Regions from separate parts of the Lactuca sativa genome. Here region 1 is linked to region 2. Evidence: chromatin contacts called from public Hi-C data. All regions are on one chromosome and are shown on one strand. Each heading gives the region's core, a stretch centred on a gene start, on an enhancer-like site or on the middle of the called end of the contact. The rest is flanking DNA. Distances are from core to core; before and after follow the strand shown.

The links. A called contact is a pair of places that touch in the nucleus more often than the background predicts.
Region 1: a contact with region 2 is called in a Hi-C map of leaf, with 9 times the contacts expected there. The contact joins the promoter of LOC111884840 here to the promoter of LOC111889159 in region 2. A contact is called at or near these places in 2 of 4 Hi-C or Micro-C datasets (both in leaf).

Annotation. Positions count from the first base shown.
Region 1 is chr4:254,504,293-254,508,079 of Lsat_Salinas_v11, forward strand. LOC111884840 (F-box protein At1g47056) reads right to left here and starts at 2,299. Exons shown (of 1, transcript XM_023881140.3): 1 at 272-2,299. The coding sequence starts at 2,012. The coding sequence ends at 411.
Region 2 is chr4:254,090,869-254,094,205 of Lsat_Salinas_v11, forward strand. LOC111889159 reads right to left here and starts at 1,805. Exons shown (of 1, transcript XM_023885301.3): 1 at 988-1,805. The coding sequence starts at 1,741. The coding sequence ends at 1,199. LOC111889165 reads left to right here. Exons shown (of 1, transcript XM_023885307.3): 1 at 1-260.

The DNA of each region.
Region 1 (3,787 bases), core at 1,049-3,548, 410 kb after region 2:
GTAATCGAAAGAAATGAAAGCTAAATGTTATAATAAACAAATCAATGAGAGTCTGTTGTTATTTCTTTGTATTCATCCACAATATCCTTTTTGGTGTCTGTATCATTGAACTTAATAAAGCACTGTTTAGAGGATAAACACCATCGATTTCCTTTTTTTTTTTTTTATGAAATCTTGTTTTCAATTTATTGATCTTAATTTCAAACCATGTATGAAAATCTTGTTTCCTCTCATATCCATCATGAAATTTTCAAACATTAGAATGCATAAATAAGTAAATAACAAGCTTCATAAAAACAAAAAAGCAATAAATGCAGACTGATTTTCGAATGCATAAGACTAAATGCACAAAACAAGCACACAATTAAAAAGTCAAACAAGAATTATAATGCAAACCAGAAAATTTCCACTCATTGACTCCGAGAGCCACCATTGAAACTTGACCACTTCCTCAAGGTTTTCCCAGCAATAAACCCTAATCTAGCTTTGAATGATGTTGATCTAGTAGTGGTATTGCTAGAACTGGCGCCACCACTTTCGCTGGTGGCAGGAGGGTTCTCCACCGCTCCATCACTGGCGGCATCCTGGCTTTCAACTTCGGTGGTGTCCAAATTGACAGCCAGTGACTCCCGACTAGCCCTCAACCACCCAGCACCATCACCGGTGACTCCACGGCACTTCTTTACCTTAACTTTTACCAAATTAGGGCAACCACCTGCAAGTGCTTCCATTCCATGATCAGAAACAGGGCAACTCTTGATGCAGAGCTTCTTCAAAGCTGTGCATTTCTCAGCTATGCAGGAAATCTCAGCATCCCCAATTGTTTCACTTCCACATAATGCTAATCGCTCTAACTTCTGGCAATTTGTAGCTAGGAGTTCTAGGCTTACACGAGTAGAATTAACACCGATAAGCACTAGCTCCTGAAGGTTAGGGCAGTGTTTGGAGACGCCGATCAACCCTTCATCGTTTATTCTGTTGGTTTTCCAGCCATCGATGTGAAGCTTCCTCAAAAGCTTACAGTTCTCAGCAACAGAAATTAACCCTAAATTTGAACAATCTGGTGTTTTCAAGATGTGCAATATTTGCAAGTTTTGACAACGGGAAAGGGCTGTGAGCCCAGCATCACTCACCTGTAGCCTTTCCAGATGGACTTCGATCAATCCCTCGACGTGATCAGTAACAAGCTCCAGTAGTTTATCCCAATCTCCGGAACACCTAAATAGCTTTAGTGTTGTGAGATTTTTCGCCCCCATTATCAGTGGTCCAAAACACTGTGCATTGTAGAGATCCTTCAAGCAGATGAGTTTAAGAGATGATGCGGATAAACCAGGTCCAATTGGTTCCGCTGCCGCTGCTGCTGCCGCTCCCGCTCCGTCACTGATGCCACGTAATCGCTTCACCGATAATTCTTCTAGAGCCGAGCAGTTATCGAGGATAGCGTTCATTCCTTTAGCACCGAAAGTGCAAGATCCACACGAAAGCCTCTTCAAACCTTTGCAGTTCTTCGCAAAACTGATCATCCCTAAGTCCGTTACTTGTCGACATGATCGGAGTTTGAGGCGCGTAAGGTTTTGGCAACGTTGAGAGATTAAAATTAGCCCTTCGTCGCCGATGCTCACGGATCTACGGTCACATTTGAGGGAGAGTTTCGTGACGGAGTCAAATCGAGAGAAGAGAGACGGAACGACGGAAATTAGTTCCGATTCAGCGTTGAGAGAGAGACGGTGACGACTCTGTCCCTCGATTTCAAGCCACCGCCGGCAAACGAGTGAACATTGCTTCCGATCGCCGGATCCGAGTAACTGGAAAATGCAAGCCAGACACGCGTCTGGAAGAATTGATATATCTCCGGAATCACATTCCTCCTCCTGAACCTTTTCCTCCGTTAAAAACGAACGAAGTTCCTTGGGATCTTTAGGCGCTATCGCCATCGATCTGCAACTGTGATCGACGACGTTATCTCTTCGGCGATTAGCAATTCCGGTTGTAATTGAGTGTGACTGGCCCATCCACGGCGGAGACGGCGTCTATGTCACGGCAATTGTCTCCGTCGGCGGCAGCAAATCACTGCTCACACTATTATTGTACATTTGAATTGGATGATGCTTTTTATCAAAAAGCGATGGAAAATGGACTTGAAAATGTGATTTAAACACGGATTTTAAAACCTTATTTTACTACTTCGGTTTACGTGGCAGATAACTATGACGACGTTTACTGTTGAGTGGTTAGGATGTATGATCGAGGAGGGAGCAAGATAAAACCTGTGAAGGCGACCGCATTGGAACATAGCTCAGCGTTTATGGGACCTTTGACTGCTCATATGGTCTTCAGGAGAGTGTCATGGTGTGACGGAACATAGTGGCATGGTGGAATGATTATGATTTTGAAAAAACATTAAAAAAAAAAAAAGAATGTGCATAAATTTGGCTTATTCTATAAGTTTTTTTAATGTCTTTTCAAAATCATACCAAGTTTGTTTATAAAAAAACTTATCATTATATAAAAATATTTTTAATACTTATAAAAATAAATAAATAATTAAATACTTTACCTTTATATCTTAATTTTTTATTTTCCGATATTGAATAACAATTTTTATATAAAATAGCTTTTAACATTAAATAAAATAAATATATAATAATAAATATGTTTCTTTCATTTTTCATCTTTGTCTTCTTCAAATCTTCTTTAAATCAATCATCCAATGTATCGTCAAAGAACGTCTATGTATATAGATGTTTTACCTCTAATAATGTATGCATTCTTTAACAACATTGTAATACACATAATTTTTTTTTACATATCATGTAACAAAATATAAAAACTTACTGGGGACATAATAGTAAATTTTTCCATATTCCTGTGCATGAACCTTCTTACCAATATTACACACAAAAATTATTGGTAATATCTGAATTTTTAAAAGATCTAAATTTTTAAAAGGGTCTGAAATTTTAAAAGCTGAATGTTTAACATGTTGTTTGGTTGTGACATCTGAATTGCTATGCTAAATTATTAAAATGACCATTTTACCCTTCTATTTTATCTTTTATTGAATTCAAGTGTTTGTTTATCACCATTTTTCGGGGTGACCATCCCGGGACATAGCACCGCCAAATTGTTAAACCTAGCAGTGTAGGCTGCTACATCAAAGTCCGTCGTCGTGAGGTTCCAGAGTTCCTGCTCCAGCTTCTGAACTTCCCCCCTCGAGCAGTATTCTTCTAGCATCATGATTTTTAAATCCTCTGAACTCATAGAGTTGGCCACAGGGAGAGTTAGTGATTTGACGTGGCCATTCCACCAGGAGAAGGCCCCGTCAGCGAATATGCAAGCCGCGAATTTGACCTTACTTCCTTCCGAGCACGAACAAATTTTGAACACCGATTCCGTCTTCTCGAATCATCTGGTCAAGGCAATGACACCTCTGTTGCCATAAAAAGGCTTGGGCTTGCAATTCGAGAAGTCCTTGTAGGAGCATCCTCTTCGGTGTCCATAACTTTCGCCATGATTAGAACTGGTAGTACCGTTTCCATTCCCGTTTGTACCATTAGTACTGAGTTGTGCTATGGCGGTTTCCACGGCAGCTTGGAATGCAGTGGAGTCCATCTGTAGAGTTGGTGGAGTTGTTGGTGTGTTGCCGACACGTCTGATACTCCTATGCAGTGGCATTCTTCTGCCATAAAGTTTAAAGATGGAACGATGGTAAGTCCTCGATAATGGTTATAGGTCGGGCATTATCGAAATGGAATGTCTCAGTTATGTGGAAGAGCTCCTTCATGGC
Region 2 (3,337 bases), core at 555-3,054:
TAGATCATTTACAAGGTAAGATAAGTAAATGAATGATGATGTCGGCGATGGTGGATCCAACTCCGGTGGAAGGGAATGAAATATGAATGATTATGTCAGTTCCGGTGGTGTACTGTTTTCCGATATGGCTGGATGTCGTTGGAATAGAAGACGCAAAGTAAAGTGGGCAAGGTCGTAATTTAATTTTGTAAAATTTGTTCATTGTAATTTTCAATTATTCTTAATTTGTTATATATCAAACTATTTATTGTGTTGTTTCCTTTTTTTTAGCTTAATTATTGAAATATATAATAATTGAGTTGCTAGACTTTTAGAAAAACTACAACTATTTGTTTATGCATATTAAAGTTTTTTTTTTTTTTTCTTTCTCCAAGTATTTTATAGATAAATGCTATTTCGCCGACTAAAAGAAAGTGTTAACATAAAAATAAGAGAAATAAAATATCCGTCTATTTTTTATTCCTACAAATTCTCCTACCCAATTAAATAGTGACATATATAACATTTAATACTGATTTAATGATATTTTAAAATATTAATATGACATATGTTATTATTTAAATTGATAGAAGGATTTATAGAAACAAAAGTAAAAGAATATTTAATTTCTCTAAAAATAATGTTGTATGGTATAGAATATATCAAGGTTTTAAAAAGCTCGTCATGGCTCCGCCATGGTGCGCCACGACTCCAAGGCTTGCAGCTGCCGCCAAGCTTTGCCAAAACGCCGCCTTAACTCATATATGTGTATAAAAATGAATAATAGTTGAAAATACATATAAAAATATTAATTATAAAAAAATTGCCGCCTTAAGTTACGCCTTACAAACGCCATGACTCGCCAAGGCTCAGAAAAGCTTGAGGTTTGACATTGCCGCCAAGTCACGCCTTATGTTATTTAGAACCTTGGAATATATAGTATTAAACTAATGCATTTGATCAGGCTGCCAAATGGATTAACAAGAAATTGCCTTTTAAGATAGAAGATTATTGTAGATAATAACTATTTTATTAAGATACTAATGCAATTACATACAATCATAAAAAGAAAGATTATTAATCGAATAAAATGATGAAACATTATGTATAACATCTTTCGGCTGGAATTCAATATATAGATTAAAAAATCACTCAAGAAACATTATCCTCGTGTATATGTGTGTGAAGTTTAGATAATGATTAGTTAGAATGTTCACTTTTAGGGGATCCACTTTCCATACTTTTGTGAACCAAGCTCCCCCTTATGTTGCATGTAATGTTCATCAACATCCAAATGGATACCAGGATCATTGGTAGAGTAACTACCACCAAGCTCCCCCTTATGTTGCATGTAATGTTCATCAACATCCAAATGGATACCAGGATCATTGGTAGAGTAACTACCACCAACCATGATAGAATTGTTGACACCTTGGAAGTTGCCATTAAGGTAGGTTGTCAATGGGGTAAAAGACTCATCATTATGTTGTGTTGTACCTAATTTATGATTCTCCATACTCATCAAGTCAAGCTCTCCTCTCATAGTAGCTCCCTCGTTGCTTCCAGCCATCGTTATGATCCCAAAACCACCATTGGCATCCTCCTCCTCTTTGTCATGATCATGGATGTTGCTTGCACCTTCTCTCTCATTGGGTTTCTTATGGAGATGAGCAAGGCGACGTGTGAGTGCATTCATCATGTCTCGAATCTCACGATCGAGTTGTTGCTTTTGTTGTTTTTCTCCTGACTCGGGAGCTCCCATGAATGATTTCTAATTAACTAGGTTGAGTGTTTAAGAAAATAAAAAACATAGATGATGTTATCTTGAATGTATGTTGCTATTTAAATAGAGGTTACACACAAACAAAACTCGAATTGGAGTTATGCAAAGGTGGGAAATTCTTTTCTTTAGTATGAATTCAAGCATAATGTTGTCTAAATTAACCTTTAGTTCCTTGAAAAAAAAGAAGGAAGGGATTGCTTGAGCTAAGGTTCAATGTCTTGTTCTACCCACATAGTAATTGCATTTCTTCTAGCATCTTTTATTGTGGCTATAAATTTTTCTAGCATACATGTCAACTTTAAATAATAAATAAGTTCGGGAATTGACAATGAATTTTGTTTATATAGAAGATTGTTCTCTAAAACGAAAACATACCTAAATATGCATATTGCAGTATTGGTGAGATTATCATGACAACACATGTATGTTTAGTATATTCCCCCTAAAGTTATGACGTTGTATACTTATTTTTATTATAATGATATGCTAACACTTTTCCACTCACAACTCACGAATAATAAAACGACAAATTACTTTTTTGTTTTTTTACTTTTTTTTTTTGTAATAACATGACGATAATTAAAATGTAACAACAATAACCAAAACCATACATATTATAAAAGAAACAAAAGGTATTCGTCTAAGTTTTATTGCATTAAATTATTGAAATAAGAAATGTGTGCATGTGTATATCGATGATTTAGTGTGGGGTGTCACCGACAAAACCATTGCTAACGCCAGCTGGCCGAGCTTTCTACATGCTGCTTTCTCTTCCACAAGAATACAATGTTTTTTCCCAAATATATTTAATTGGGATGGAGGGTATCGAGCGCGGCTTCCGGAAGTAAGTGGCGGTGTCGTCGGTATCAACGAGTCATCAATTATGTCGGTGATTAGGTATCGTTAGGGATCGAAATGGGATGAGATGGGGCGGTGTTGACAATCCATGTTCCCATCCCCGAGTGTCTAATCTCGTCCTTATTCCCATCATCATCCCCAATGGATGCGGGGAATTGAGTCCCCTTCCCTTTATATTTTGGGCTTTTCCCCGACCCATCCCCGACATGTCCCCGATTGAGGAATTTGGTATATAAACTATGTCTCTGATAGTCTAATACAAATTAATTATGGTAAATAGTATAAAAAACACTCCGTTTATACCAATATTTTAATTTGACACCGTGTTTTTTTTGTCTCAAATTTGATATTGTGTTTTTCAGTTTGTTACAATTGTAACCACTTGACCGGTCAACCATGTTACATGCTGACGTGACATGATAACGTGTCAGTTTTGATGACGTGGCATGATGACATGATATGTTGATGTGTCAAAATTGATTTTTTTTTTTCTACAAAAAATACTAAGTTTTCACGTTTTTTTTTTTCGATTTTAACACTATGTTTAATTTTTTCTTTCAATTTTGTCACTATATTTTTTTTATGCCAAATTGAACATCATTTATCAAATTTTGTTCAATTTTGAACATATTCCATTTGAAACCGTATAAATATATTTTTTTATTACATTTTAAACCGTATAAATACGTTTTTTTTTCAATTAAAAACCAAAGTTTT